Regions from separate parts of the Sus scrofa genome. Here region 2 is linked to region 1. Evidence: chromatin contacts called from public HiChIP or PLAC-seq data. All regions are on one chromosome and are shown on one strand. Each heading gives the region's core, a stretch centred on a gene start, on an enhancer-like site or on the middle of the called end of the contact. The rest is flanking DNA. Distances are from core to core; before and after follow the strand shown.

What was found. HiChIP or PLAC-seq counts read pairs in DNA pulled down with a chosen protein or histone mark.
Region 2: an H3K27ac HiChIP or PLAC-seq map of skeletal muscle shows a contact between it and region 1. The contact joins two enhancer-like sites. A contact is called at or near these places in 3 of 47 Hi-C or Micro-C datasets (blood, embryonic fibroblasts and skeletal muscle) and 1 of 2 datasets of contacts at active chromatin or transcription factors (skeletal muscle).

The regions. Positions count from the first base shown.
Region 1 is chr12:20,464,070-20,471,279 of Sscrofa11.1, forward strand. STAT3 (signal transducer and activator of transcription 3) reads left to right here. Exons shown (of 25, transcript NM_001044580.1): 17 at 1-135; 18 at 999-1,051; 19 at 1,226-1,320; 20 at 1,429-1,568; 21 at 2,061-2,209; 22 at 2,212-2,272; 23 at 5,357-5,399; 24 at 5,707-5,819; 25 at 6,940-7,022. The coding sequence ends at 6,995. Among named protein-coding and RNA genes, the nearest start is that of STAT5A, 31 kb to the right of the region's middle. Within about 2 kb of position 3,657, at least 14 of the 83 cell types and tissues checked have an H3K27ac peak or open chromatin away from gene starts, as enhancers often do. A contact at or near this core is called in skeletal muscle, where this site is marked.
Region 2 is chr12:20,560,534-20,567,743 of Sscrofa11.1, forward strand. STAT5B (signal transducer and activator of transcription 5B) reads left to right here. Exons shown (of 18, transcript NM_214168.1): 12 at 2,430-2,636; 13 at 3,925-4,019; 14 at 4,121-4,251; 15 at 5,558-5,728. Among named protein-coding and RNA genes, the nearest start is that of GHDC, 17 kb to the right of the region's middle. Within about 2 kb of position 4,143, at least 2 of the 83 cell types and tissues checked have an H3K27ac peak or open chromatin away from gene starts, as enhancers often do. A contact at or near this core is called in skeletal muscle, where this site is marked.

The sequences.
Region 1 (7,210 bases), core at 2,407-4,906:
ACGTGAACTTTTTCACCAAGCCCCCGATCGGAACGTGGGATCAAGTGGCCGAGGTGCTGAGCTGGCAGTTCTCTTCCACCACCAAGCGAGGGCTGAGCATCGAGCAGTTGAGCACGCTGGCAGAGAAACTCCTAGGTCAGCTCTTTGCCTCCTTTCTCTCCCGCCTTCCTCTGAAAAGGAATCCCGCCCCTGGAGCTGGTCCTTTAGGAGTGTTTGGGTTGCTGAGCAAGGTGCTGTGCCCGGGGCCAGAAAACCTGCTCCGGCAGGTAGGGAGTCAGGATGCAGAGGAGGCCAGCATCCTGGTGATCATTTCTATGAGGCGGGAGGCAGATTTCTTGGTAGCTGTGTCCCTCATCCTTTCAGGGGACCACTTTCCCTTTGTCCGACCCTAGGAAGGTGTTTGAAGTATGTGTTAGAAGGCAGAGCTCCGGGTTTGGCAGCCCTGTCCGTTTCTTCAAGAACCTGTAGGCTCGTTTTTCATTTTCTCCCCTGGGAAAAAAAATTGGTAGAATGTATTTTACATGCTACCTGTGCTTTGTCCTGTGCTGCCACCAAATGTGACCCTGTAATGCCATCTGTCAGCACCTTAGTGCTGCTGGTCCCCAGACCACCACTCGAAGCTGGGAAGTGCAGCAGGGACATGATGGATCGTCCCCTCGCTCTGCTGGGCTAAACAGCTCCTCGGGGGTGGGGGTGTCAAATGATGGGGTCTGGGAGCAGGTGGGCACACAGTGGTGGCAGCATTCAAATACATGAAAACCAGTGGTTTCAGAGTTCCCTGGCAGGCTAGCAGTTAAGGATCTGGCGTTGTCATTATGCCTTGCGTTCAACCCCTGGCCTGGGAACTTCCACGGCCAGAAAAAAAAAAAACCCACAAAAACACCTAATGGTTTCACGGCACAGTGGGACAGATGTGTATGAGTGTGTTCGTATGAAGGAATGAGATCTTGATTCAAAGTCGAAAATTATACTACTTTATTATTATTTTTTCCCTTCAGGACCTGGTGTGAACTATTCAGGGTGTCAGATCACGTGGGCTAAGTTTTGCAAAGTAAGCAACTGTGTGAATTAGGGGAGGGGGAGGGGTGCACACCTGCGGGGTCTCAGAAGGCTGGGGGGGCACCCAAGGGTAGGTGCGCCTGAGGTTTTGCTGGCACCTCGCCCCGCGGAAGGGACAGCCTGGGATGGTTGAGGGACTTGGTTTTCCTGTTATTCTTTTCTCCAGGAAAACATGGCTGGCAAGGGCTTCTCCTTCTGGGTCTGGCTGGACAATATCATTGACCTTGTGAAAAAGTACATCCTGGCCCTTTGGAATGAAGGGTAGGTCGAAACACAAGTCTGGCAGCGTACACAGGTGTGACAAGTCCCCCACTCTTCCAGCAGGCTGGTGGCAGAGGAACCCTCAGCCCAAACCTTGTTGTCTTCCAGGTACATAATGGGCTTTATCAGTAAGGAGAGGGAGCGGGCCATCTTGAGCACCAAGCCCCCAGGCACCTTCCTGCTGAGATTCAGTGAAAGCAGCAAAGAAGGAGGAGTCACCTTCACTTGGGTGGAGAAGGACATCAGCGGTAAGCTGGGCTGGTCCCCACCCACCTGGTAGCTTATGGGTGGCTGCTGCCTTGACTGCTGCTAGTGTCAGGCACCTGCTGCCCCCTGGTGGTCAGAAATGGCCTCAACCCGCTGCCTTAGGCTTGGGAAACACATTTGAGTGACTTTTCTCCAACTTCTGCCAGCTGGAGGGTCGGTTTGCCATTTCATTTCACTTGGTCCAGGAGCTAATATTTGCCTAGAAATTTGCAACTTAAATTTTCTTCATCTCCTTTTTACTTCCCCTGTTAACATAGCTTATGTAAGTGATGATTCAAGTGTATTAACCTGTGACCCAACTGGATCGCTTCTCTCAAAGCCAGCTGGACATTTCCACAGTGCCAGGTGACTGGGAAAGCTATTCAGGGCCTCAGGCACTAGGTTGGCATAAGTCTGTCCCCCTTGCGGGAAAAAATAAATCCCATAGTTTTCTTGGAGCTCACCTAGTCTTTGCCTCCCATATCCCATGGCAGGTAAGACCCAGATCCAGTCGGTGGAACCGTACACCAAGCAGCAGCTCAACAACATGTCGTTTGCTGAAATCATCATGGGCTATAAGATCATGGATGCTACCAACATCCTCGTGTCTCCGCTGGTCTACCTCTACCCTGACATTCCAAAGGAGAGGCGTTTGGAAAGTATTGTCGGCCAGAGAGCCAGGAGCATCCCGAAGCTGACCCAGGTAGTTGTTGATTTTCCGCAATAGGCATTTCATTCCGGGGAAAAGCAGGAAATGGTAGGATCCTTGGAGGATGGGATGGGTCAATGCCTGAAGAACCTGGTCATCTTTATTCCTCTTTTGGGGAAAGAACTCTGTAGTGAGTGCTTTTGGGGGGTGGCTGATGGCACAGGGAGCCCCATCTAAAGGGGGAGACTGCATGCAACACCCAGGCATTCCTCAGACACTGCCGAGAGGAAGTTCCCATTGTGGCTCAGTGGTAATGAGCCCAGCTAGGATCCACGAGGATGTGGGTTTGATCCCTGGCCTTGCTCAGTGGGTTAAGGATCCAGCGTCAGCATGAGCTGTGGTGTAGTTCGGCAGCTGTAGCTCCAATGTGATCCCTAGCTGGGAAACCTCCATATGCTGCAGGTTCGGGCCTAAAAAAGAAAAAAGAAAACATGGCAGAGAGAATTCGGGGACAGGATTCTTTGGTAACAGGACGCCCAGCCAGTGCAGCGCTTCTTACCTAGCAGAGGCTAGAAGGTTTGCAACTCAGACTTTAGTCTAGTGTGTTTCCTTTTCCCGATCACTGAACAATGTAGGCAGCATCAGGTGGGACAAAGAAAGGCCTTCTGGAGGAAATGAGTGTTAGCAGCCTTGGAACACGGTTTGAGAGCAGAATCTCGGGAGAGGGGTAATTGAAGGGGCAGATGGCAACGGGTGGGAGGGGCATGGAATTGCTACCTTGGACATGCAGCTGTCGAAAATAAGGTTTTCTTAGGGAGGTCCCTGGTGGTCTAGTGGTTCGGACTCAGGGCTTTCACCACTGTGGCTGGGTTCAAGCCCCGGTCTGGGCACTGAGATCCACACCAAGCTGCTGCACGCCATGGCCACGCAAAAGGGGAAATTGGTTTTTTTTTTTTAACGTGCAAGAGCACATTCATGTGCTTGTGTAAGTTATACATAAATGGTTTCACACGTTTAAACCCGTGTGAGCTCTGGCACCATCCTCAGTGTGGAGGGCAGAGCCCTCTAGTCTATTCTCGGTTCTGTTTGGAGCTCAGATCTGGGTTCTCTGTCTGGATCCTGACGAGGAGACGATAATTGGCCATTGTTTTTATTAACTTCTCTTCATCTTCTCTTACCGTGACCCTCGGAGGTTGGCCGTCCCGGCCCTGGCTGCTTTTGAAAAACCTTGGTTTTGTACCAATAGCTCTCACACACACACCCAGCAGCCTCCTTCCCACTTCTTCATGGGCATTCCCTCTGAGGAGCCTCGGGCTGAGCAGAATGAGCCTTGGCGGAGGGAACTGGAGCTAACAGGCGACTGACTCTCTTTTTTCCTTTGTTCTGGGGCCACGTCTCGGTCACAAGGGCACTTCCCGTCTGCCGCTTATCTCGCCTTGCACGCTGCGCTTCGGTTGGGAGATCTGTTTATCAGCCCCTGTCACCCTGCCCTGTGCCTTCTGCGGAAGGCACTTGGGTCCACGTGCTGGTCCTCGGACTGACGTGGCTTTCAGGGCCCACGCTCCCGGTCTGAGGCTGCGCCCCCCCATTCGTGGCCACCCCTCCTGTGTGACTGGGAGGCAAGGCCCTTTCCTGCCTGGACGCATCAGTGTTTCCTCGGGGCCGAGGCCGCCCTCAGGGCCCGGGGTGTGGTGTGAGGTGTGAGGTGTGGGGTCCTCCAGGGCTGAGCGTGCAACCCCTTCCTCGGGTTCCATCGTGGAGGTTTGAGCGTCTCTAGAAGGTGGATTATCTTCCCAGGACTCTTCCCTCCTCTTCACTCAGTATTTCCTCATGGCTTGAGGGAGAGAGTCCCCAAGAGAAATGACACATCCCTTATCTTACAAATTAGATAAAGGACATTTACGACCTGGTACGGAGCCATAAAGCAGCTTTTTCGTCTTCGTTCTCCTTTGCTTCTCCATCTTCGTTCTCCTTTGCTTCTCCCTTGGCAGCTCAGGCCAAAGCTGTTTTGTCTCAGCACCATTGCTCACTGGGGGAATTAAAACCTTTTCTGTCTTGGGCCCCTCCGTCCTGGGCCCAAGTGGATTTATAAGACACCAGAACCCTGCCTCAGTAGCTTCTTTGGATTTTGTACTGAGTTAATCTGTTTCTTGGCCAAAAATAAACACAGACGGCGGTCTCAGGGCCCCTTGGCGACGCTTTTTCTCAGGCTGTCGTACTTTCTGATCCCTCAGCCTCCCAGTAAGCCCCAAGCTTGATAACCGTGCTTCTCTCAGCCCACCCCACCCCGCCACCTGCCTGCTAAGTCCCATGTTCCCCCAAAGCCTCCCAGTCCCATGCCACTGTCTCCAGGGTTCCTTGAGCTCTTAGCATCAGCATTTAGCCCTTAATTTCACTTGTTTCAGTCCTCACATTTCTAACTCTCCTGTGAATAAGGATACTAAATGGCAGAGATGGGCTTCTCCCTCCTACACATGAGAGAGGAAGGGCCTTGCCGAGACCCCTTAGCCGCTGAAGAGAGAATGAGGCCTGGGCCTCCTGTCTGCCAGACCAGAGCCGATTGCTCCACGCGACAGCCTCCCTGTGGAGGGGCTCTTCTGGGTGATGCAGTTGTCCAGCAGGGGCCTTTCTAATCCCCTCACCTGACAATGCCATAGGGACAGACAAGTCCTGAAAGGAACAGAAACTGTCGTCGCCCCCCCCCCCCACCTCCCCCAGCTTCGGCACTGCATTAACCCTTTCCACCTGCTCTTCACCGCTGCGGTACCTGAGCAAGACATGGTGCCCCGACGACGTGGGCTCAGCCCTGCATGAGGAGAAGTTATCTAAGAGATACAGCCAGGCCAGAACCTAATCCTCAGACCACACGCAAGCAGTTAAACTCTTTACCTGAGCTGAGGGAGGGAGGAACACCCGGCCGCCCCTCCTCTGGGCTCGGGGACAAGGTGCCAAAGCGTCTGGGACATCAAAGCGTGTACAGGGAGGGCGGGCAGGTGAGCTTCCTCCGAGGGAAATGGGAGTTCCAGACAATCTCTGGTCCAGGATGGAGTGAGTTTCAGGTCAGCATTGGGGAAAGGCTTCCTCCTGCCCGGGACCCAGGGTGGAGTCAGAATCAGTGAGCCTGAGTTTTCTCCTTCCCAGGTGCTGCCCCATACCTGAAGACCAAGTTCATCTGTGTGACACCGTAAGTGGCTTCTCTTCCTGATTTTGCCTTCATTTCTAACGTCCTCAATTACCCCTGGGAACAGGCCACTGGGTGAGAGAACTCTGGTGAGGGGTTGGAACCCTCGGAGCTATGGTCGGTATTCAAAGTGACCTGGTGTGTTTAAAAAGCTTGAGCTTGTATTTTTTTTGTTTTTTTTTTGTTTTTCTTTTGGAGACCAGAGTTTGATGAGCTTGTGTGTGTGTGTTCTGTTCTTCTTTTTTTTTTTCCTCCATTGTGTCTTGTCAACCCGGCCCTTTCCGCTCCTACTGCTCCCCGTTTCCTACAGAACGACCTGCAGCAATACCATTGACCTGCCGATGTCCCCCCGCACTTTAGATTCATTGATGCAGTTTGGAAATAATGGTGAAGGTGCTGAGCCCTCAGCAGGAGGGCAGTTTGGTGAGTATCCACTTGTCCCTGTGATGCTCCCGCTTACAGAGCCGAGCTGGGCACCTGGATTGGGAGCAGGTGTTTCAAGCAGCGCTTTCCCATAGAAACGGCACGCATGCCCCCTGCGGGTGTCCATTTCCTAGTAGCTGCGTTAAAAACAGTAAAAAGGAACAGGTGAGGTTCATTTTAAGAATGTATTTTCTGTAGCCCAGTAAATCCAAAATAGTAGTAGCACTTCCACATATTCCAAAAAAATGACGTTTTTCCTTTTTTTTTTTTTTTGCTTTTTAGGACCACACCTGCGGCATATGGAAGTTCCCAGGCTAGGAGTCTGAATCGGAGCTACAGCTGCCAGCCTACACCACAGCTCACAGCAACGCCAGATCCTTAACCACTGAGCAAGCCCAGGGATCGAACCCACATCCTCATGGATACTTGTCGGGTTTGTAACCCACTGAGCCACAATAGGAACTCCCTGAATGAGGGTTTTTTATTTTTTGTCTTTTGTCATTTTAGGGCCGCACCTGGGGCATGTGGCGGTTCCCAGGCCAGGGGTCTAATCGGAGCTGCAGCCTCCAGCCTGTGACACAGCCACAGCAACACAGAATCCAAGCCATGTCTTCGACCTACACCACAGCTCACGGCAATGCCAGAACCTTAACCCACGGAGCGAGGCCAGGGATCGAACGCTCAACCTCATGGTTTCTAGTCAGATTCGTTTCCGCTGTGCCACTACGGGAACTCCTTTTTTTTTTTTTTTTTTCCTCACTAAGCCTTTGAAACCCACTGGGTGTTTTACAGCCACCGCCCCTCTCAGTTTGGACTGGTCACATCTCAGGTGGCTCCAGGCTGCTGCATTCCACAGGGCAGCCTTAGATCTTCTGTAAACATGGAGAGTTGGGAATGAATTAAGGTAGGAAGGAGGCTGAGAGCCCTCCCACAGTGCTGTAGGAGGAGAGTGAATCTGGATTCTCTGAGCTCCTCTTGAGCACAAGGGGCCAGAGACTGGATGGCAGGGGCGGCCTGAGCCTCTGTCCCCACCCCCACCCCCCACAAGGCCAGGGGTGCGCGCCCTGCCAGCCGTCGGGCTCAGGCGACTGAACCAGCTCTCCCTGTGTGTCCCCCGCAGAGTCCCTCACCTTCGACATGGAGCTGAACTCGGAGTGCGCTACCTCCCCCATGTGAGGAGCCGAGGACAGGAGCTGCAGAGAGCGATGACAAGGCACCTCCCCGCGGTCCACCACCCCTTAAACAGCCCCACCCCAGATCAACTCAACTCCCAACTTTGTGGTTCCAGATTTTCTTTTTTTCTGTCTCCTACTTTGGCTATCTTTGAGCAATCTGGGCACTTTTTAAAATAGAGAAAGGAGTGAATGTGGGTGATACGCTTTTATCTAAAT
Region 2 (7,210 bases), core at 2,893-5,392, 97 kb after region 1:
TAACATGTCATTCCTAAAGTATCTTGTCGAAATATATACGCACTTTTAACATTTGCAATTATGTTAATGACTTGTGTACATCATATGCTGTTTTATTTCTTCTTTTTTTTTTTGAAGTATAGTTGATTTATAGTGTTCTATTAGTTTCTGGTGTTCAGCAGAGCAATTCAGCTGTGCATATATATTCTTTTCCATTATGGTTTAATTACATGATGTTGAATATAGTTCCCTGTGCTATACAGTAGGACTTTATTGTTTATCTGTTTTACATATAGTAGTGTCTATCTTAATCCCAAACTCCTAATTTATCCCCCTCCCACACCCCTTTTTTCCCTTTGGTAACAGTAAGTTTGTTTTCTATGTCTGTGAGTCCGTTTCTGTTTTGTAAATAAGTTCCATTTGTATCATGTTTTAGATTCCACGTAAAAGTGATATCAGGAATTCCTGACATGGCTCAGTGGTTAATGAACCTGACTAGCATCCACAAGGACGTGGGTTCAATCCCTGGCCTCATTCAGTGGGTTAAGGATCTGGCGTTCTGTGAGCTGCAGTGTAGGTCACAGATGTAGCTCAGATCCCGCATTGCTGTGGCTGTGGTGTAGGCTGGCGGCTATAGCTCTGATTCAACCCCAAGCCTGGGAACCTCCATATGCTGCAGGTGCAGCCCTAAAAAGATGAAATTTAAAAAATGATATACAGTATTTGTCTTTCTCTGTCTGACCTACTTCACTTAGTGTGATAATTTTTAGGTCCATCCATGTTTCTGCAAATGACTTTATCTTTTTACGGCTGAGTAATATTCCATGGTATATGTATGTACCACATCTTCATTATCCTTTCATTTGTTGATGGGCATTTAGGTGGCTTCCATGTGTTGTCTATTGTAAACAGTGCTGCTGTGAACATTGGGGCGCATGTATCATTTTGAATTAGAGTTTTCTCCAGACGTATGCCCAGGAGTGGGATTGCGAGATCATATGACAACTCTATTTTTAGTTTTTTAAGGAACATCCATACTGTCCGCAGTGGCTGCACCACTTTACCTTCCCACCAACAGTATAGGAGATGGCTCCCTTTTCTTCACACCCTCCCCATTATGCTGCTTTAATATAAATACATACTTGTGGGAATTAATTCTACAGATATATTTGCGAATGTGCCAAGTGACATGAATAGGCTGCAGCACTGTTTGTAGTAGCCAAAGACTGGAGACTCGTGCGCAGATGTCCCCCTGCGAGGTTAAATATATTATTATTCCTCCATAGTGTAGAATAATGAGCAGCCTCGAAAGAAAATTTTATGTGCTGAGGCCTCTCAGATAAAATATTAAGTGAAAAAAAAAAAAAAGATGCAAGATGTGGGTTCTATATATTAAAAAAGGGGAAATGTATACATATTTGCCAGCATGTAAAGAATATCTTTGGAGGTATACCCAGTAAACTAGATTACAAGATTTAGGAAAGGAACTAGATTGCTGATGGACAGAGAAGGGAAATGACTTCACTGTAGGCCCTTCTGTGCTTTTGAAATTTTATATCATGTGGAGAAATTGCCTATTCCAAAAAAAAGTTACAATAATTAAAATGAAATACCGTGGCTGAATGGGATGAAAAGCCATTTATTAAAAATTCACATTCTGGAGTTCCCATCGTGGCGCAGTGGTTAACGAATCCAACTGGGAACCATGAGGTTGCGGGTTCGGTCCCTGCCCTTGCTCAGTGGGTTAAGGATCCGGCATTGCTGTGAGCTGTGGTGTAGGTTGCAGACGCGGCTTGGATCCCACGTTGCTGTGGCTCTGGCACGTAGGCTGGCGGCTACAGCTCCGATTCGACCCCTAGCCTGGGAACCTCCATATGCCACGGGAGCGGCCCAAAGAAATAGCAAAAAGACAAAAAAAAAAAAAAAATTCACATTCTAACCTGTTTTGCAGTAAAGTTGTCAGAGCACAGTTTCCACTCTTCCATAGTAAGTCCTTTCACTTTGAGCTGGAGTTCTTGGCAGAAGGGGTCAAGGGCACGGATGACGGTTGCGCACCCACATATGAACACACACATTCTCTCTCTGCACCTAGAGAACCAGTCTTGTGGATTTGTACTCCCTTTGAGTTTATAGTGTCAGAGTCAGACTTTGGTCATGTTTTGTCTCCGTGACCATGAGAGCATGGGATCAGACAGTATGTCCAGCAGCTCTTTTACGGAACAGCACTGATAGCTTCCAAGTGGCATGTGAAGACAGTGAGATGGAACCTTCTCAATGTCCCAGAACCGCAAACCCCGCGAAGGTTTGAGTTTAGCCCCACGCTCAGCCAGACAAGTGTTTGCAACTCCATCCCCTCCTCAGTGGTTTTCTTTTTCGGGCTGAGGGGATAAATCCTGCAGGTGTTTTCTCCTAAGGTTCTGGCTTCTCTCCCCTTCACCCCACCCCCGCAGGGCAGGGTGCCCTTTGCGGTGCCTGACAAAGTCCTGTGGCCGCAGCTGTGCGAGGCGCTCAACATGAAATTCAAGGCCGAGGTGCAGAGCAACCGGGGCCTGACCAAGGAGAACCTCGTGTTCCTGGCGCAGAAGCTCTTCAACAGCAGCAGCAGCCATCTGGAGGACTACAGCGGCATGTCTGTGTCCTGGTCCCAGTTCAACAGGGTGAGGGCCCCCGCCTGCTGCAATCAGATCAGCCCCTCCAGGCCAGACCCCTCGGGAGCATCCCTGCCCCGGGCCCCCGTTCCTCATGCCTCTAATACACCATGCCCACGGTAATAGGAAGCCTCTGAAAGCCACATGCTTTGTGTGTGTGTGTGTAGAAAATTTTGTGCTTGAATATTTAAGCAAACGGCTTTGCATGCATTTTCTTCCTTTGTAAAGGAAACAGCAAAGCAAATGATCACATAACTCATGAGAAGTAAAGCTTTGGTGATGCTCAGAACTCCATGGCTCAGTCCCCTTGACTCTCTGAGGCTCCTTGAGTGTAATGCAAAGTCAGACTCCCATGGGGCCCTCAGCCCTCAAAAGAGGGTGCCAATGAAGGCCACATTTCCTCTAGCCTCAGGCAGTTCAGATGCCACCTGTCACATCTTCGATTTTAAATTGAACGTTTGTGTCTTTGCATCCATGGCCACCCCCGTGTTTTAAGTGCCCCAGTTCAAAGATCTCATAGTCTCTGAGTCTAACTCTTTTAAATGGCTGTGTGTTAACCAGCTAGCCAACAGGTTTGCTGGTAGTCAGAGGAGGTTCGATAGGGGAAGCAGGAGGCCTTGGTAGTCTGTCTTTTCCGTTGCAGAATCATGCCTTCCAGCAGAATCAGATAACTGCACTTTGCTGATAATTATTGCAGCAGCTGTATGATGGCGTGTTCTCTGTGGCCTCACAGTGTGATCTAGTCCAGTTCAAATTTACACATCACCTGGGCAGCTTGTTAAGGCGCAGGCTCAGCTTCAGCAGGTCTGAAATGGGGCTTGATATTTTGCGTTTCCCAGAGGCTCCCTGGCAACGCTGCCGCTGCGGGTCACAGACCACACATCAAAAACAGTAAAGGAGGGGGCCCAGTCTTTAGGGCCTTAGCCTCCTGTGACCCTCTTATGCCTGTCAAAGCAATAAAGCTATTCTTTTCTCCTTTGCTCCGCCCCCCCCCCCCAAAAGCAAAGAACAAGTCAGTCCAGATGCAGGGGCAAGTGTTTGTAGCCGAGATCCACGGACTGTTGGTAACTGCTCTGTGGTATTTCCCCCTTCTTCTGTCTTTTCCTCTCTATCCTGGTTTTTTTTTTTTTTTTGGTTGTAGGACCACTTGATCAAACTCAGGCAGGCGTGTATATTTCTATGATTCTGACAGTGTAGATGTTATTTTCCCTTTAATTTCACCAGTTAAAGTCTATACGGGTAATATCCTGAGGGTTCCTTCTGCCTATTTGTATTCATTTGTTGTCTCTCCAACCAGGAAAATTTACCAGGACGGAATTACACTTTCTGGCAGTGGTTTGATGGCGTGATGGAAGTGTTAAAAAAACATCTCAAGCCTCATTGGAACGATGGGTGAGAATCCTTTCTTAAGTTAGCAGTAGAGTTAGGAAGATGATCTTTCCGGCATTAAAACATCCCACTCTGCTTCTGCTCCTTTGGCATTTCTGATCCAGGGCTATTTTGGGTTTCGTGAACAAGCAACAGGCCCATGACCTACTCATTAACAAGCCCGACGGGACTTTCCTGCTGAGGTTCAGTGACTCTGAAATTGGTGGCATCACCATTGCTTGGAAGTTTGATTCTCGTGAGTGCCCCTCCCTTTTTTAAGACATATCTTGGCTCTCGTTAGCTGCTTTTGTTGCAAAATTACTTTAAGAAACAAGTTATTGAGTACATATTATTCTTTGGGGCCAGTGCTAATTATGGGAAGCACAAATGTATAACCATGACACAGCTGCAGCCTGTGTAAAATCTTCTGGGAAACAGTTACTAGTTTTGAGAAACACAAATGTACAAGGGGACATGGCCACCTGTAATGCAGCGCCCTGTCCCAAATCTCAGCTGCTTCTCATTTGAAATATTTGCCTTCTTATCACTCAACTTTGAACTTACTCCAGTAAAGAATTACTTTGTTGTTTGGAGTTGTTAAAGTGGAATAATATGCTATTTGAATCATTCCTTTATCCTATTATAAGAATATTGCCATTGGAGTTCCCATTGTGGCTCAGGTTAAGAATCTGACTAGTTGTGGTCCCATCATGGCTCAGTGGTTAACGAACCCAACTAGTATCCATGAGGACATGGTTCGATCCCTGGCCTTGCTCAGTGGGATAAGGATCCAGCATTGCCCTGAGCTGTGGTATAGATCGCAGATACGGCTCGGATCCCGTTACTGTGGCTGTGGTATATGCGAGCAGCTACAGCTCCCATTCAACCCCTAGTCTGGGAACTTCTATATACTGCCATGTGGCCTTAAAAAGAAAAATATATATATATGTTAATAGTTTTGAATAACTCTCACATATCTGCTGGCTGTGGATATGCTTTCTTTCTCTCTTACATACTTTTGTACAGGGAGTCAGGGACTGGAGCCAGCAAGCTATCTCTTCTAGAGAGAGACAGAATACTCTTTGAACTTGAAACTCCCTGAGATCATTAAATCTCTAGGGAAGTGGTATATGCATTACCTGCTTATAGTAATGAAAGTCTACCCATAACTTTTTTTTTTTTTTTTTTTTTTTTTTTTTTTGCTTTTTATGGTGTGGCATATGGAGGTTCCCAGGCTAGGGGTCAAATTGGAGCTGTATCCGCCAGCCTACACCACAGCCACAGCAACGCAGGATCCAAGCCACATCTGCAACCTACACCCCAGTTCCCAGCAACGCCAGATCCTTAACCCACTGAGGCCAGGAATCAAATCTGAGTCCTCATGAATGCTAGTCAGATTCGTTTCTACTGAGCCATGATGGGAACGCCCATGTTTATTTTTTTAATGGAGATTTTTATTGGAACAGTTTTAATGGAGAGCTATATTTGTAGTATATTTGGGTTTTAAGATTTCCTGTTCAGAGACCATATTTAGACTATGATTATTCTGTTTACTGATCTAGAGGAAAGAATGTTTTGGAATCTGATGCCTTTTACCACCAGAGACTTCTCTATCCGGTCCCTGGCAGACCGCTTGGGAGACCTGAATTACCTTATCTACGTGTTTCCTGATCGGCCAAAGGATGAAGTGTACTCCAAATATTACACCCCAGTTCCATGCGAGCCTGCCACCGGTAACAATGTTCGCATTCTGATTTGGTTTTGTTGTGATTTTGGTTTTGTTTTAGGTGTGTGTGTGTCTGTCTGTCTGGCATGAAAACCTGACAATTAACAATAACAACAATAACAAAAAAACCCACTCGTTACCATTTGGTCATTATCCAGGGCAAAGGTAAAACCTGGGCTCTATTTTTCTATCCCACAAAAAGCACATCTGCCACCAACCCCAAATATCAAATTGAAGGTAACAGATTGCTTTCAATACAAGCTTAAATCAAACATAAATAGGGGAGTTCCTGCTGTGGCACAACAGGATCAGCAGCATCTTGGGAGTGGTAAGACGCGGGTTCGATCCCCGGCCCGGCACCCCTGGGTTAAGGATCTGCCATTGCTGCAGCTGTGGCTTAGGTCACAGCTGTGGCTCAGATCTGATCCCTGGCCCAGAAACTCCATATGCCTCAGGGGTGGCCAAAAAAAGAAAAAATAAATAGGAAGATAAAATTTTTGTTTTTCAAAACAGAGATAGTTTTATTTTCTGAGCATAAAAGTATTACGTATTTATTGTAAAATTTCCAGAAAAGTATAGAAAAGAAAATAGATATCATACAGCAGTCTCTCCTCTCATCAACATAAGCAGTTCAGGAGTTCCCTGGTGGCACAGCAGGTTAAGGATCCGGTGTGGTCACTGTTATGGTTCAAGTTCAGTCCCTGGCCAGGGAACGTCCACATTCCACAGGCCCGACCAAAAAAAAAAAAAAAAAAAAGCCAAAAAATATGCAGCTCATTGAGTGTTCTCCCAGTCATTTGGTATGTGTTCTGCAGAGTTGCCAGAAGCTTCATAAGTACTTCCTGTGTGGGAATTACAGTCTAAGAGCAGAAAGAAGAGGGTAGACAAGCAAACAAATAAGTGTTTCCGTTTAGTGGTGGATGCTATGAAAGTACAGAAGGTGAAGGGATTGAGAAATGGAGGACAGGAGGGTGGCACTTCACTGAGTGCTGGGAAAGCTTCCCCAGGGAGGCGATGTCAGAATCGACCTGCCTGAGGCAAGAAAGCCACACCAATCTAGAGAGAACATCCTAGGCTGAGAGAACAAGAGCAGAACCCTGAGACGGGCGTGGGGTTGTTTAGGAAACCTCGCGAGGATGAGGGAGGCTGGAGCTGGGCGAGCAGGGGAGAAAGTGGTGGGACAGGAGAGCAGAGCAGTGGGAGGGACCAGGTTGGGCTAGGGGTGGGGTTTGGGTCATACCACACATCCACGATGTTCAGGAAGTGATTAGGTTTTCACTTTAAAATATATCACGGGCAGGAGTTCCCAAGGTGGTTCAGTGGTAATGAACCCAACTAGTATCCATGAGGGGGCGGGTTTGACCCCTGGCCTCGCTCAGTGGATTAACCAGCATTGCTGTGGCTGTGGTGTAGGCCGGCAACTACAGCTCCCATTCGACCCGAGCCTGAGAACCTCCATATGCTGTGAGTACAGCCCTAGGGAAAAAAA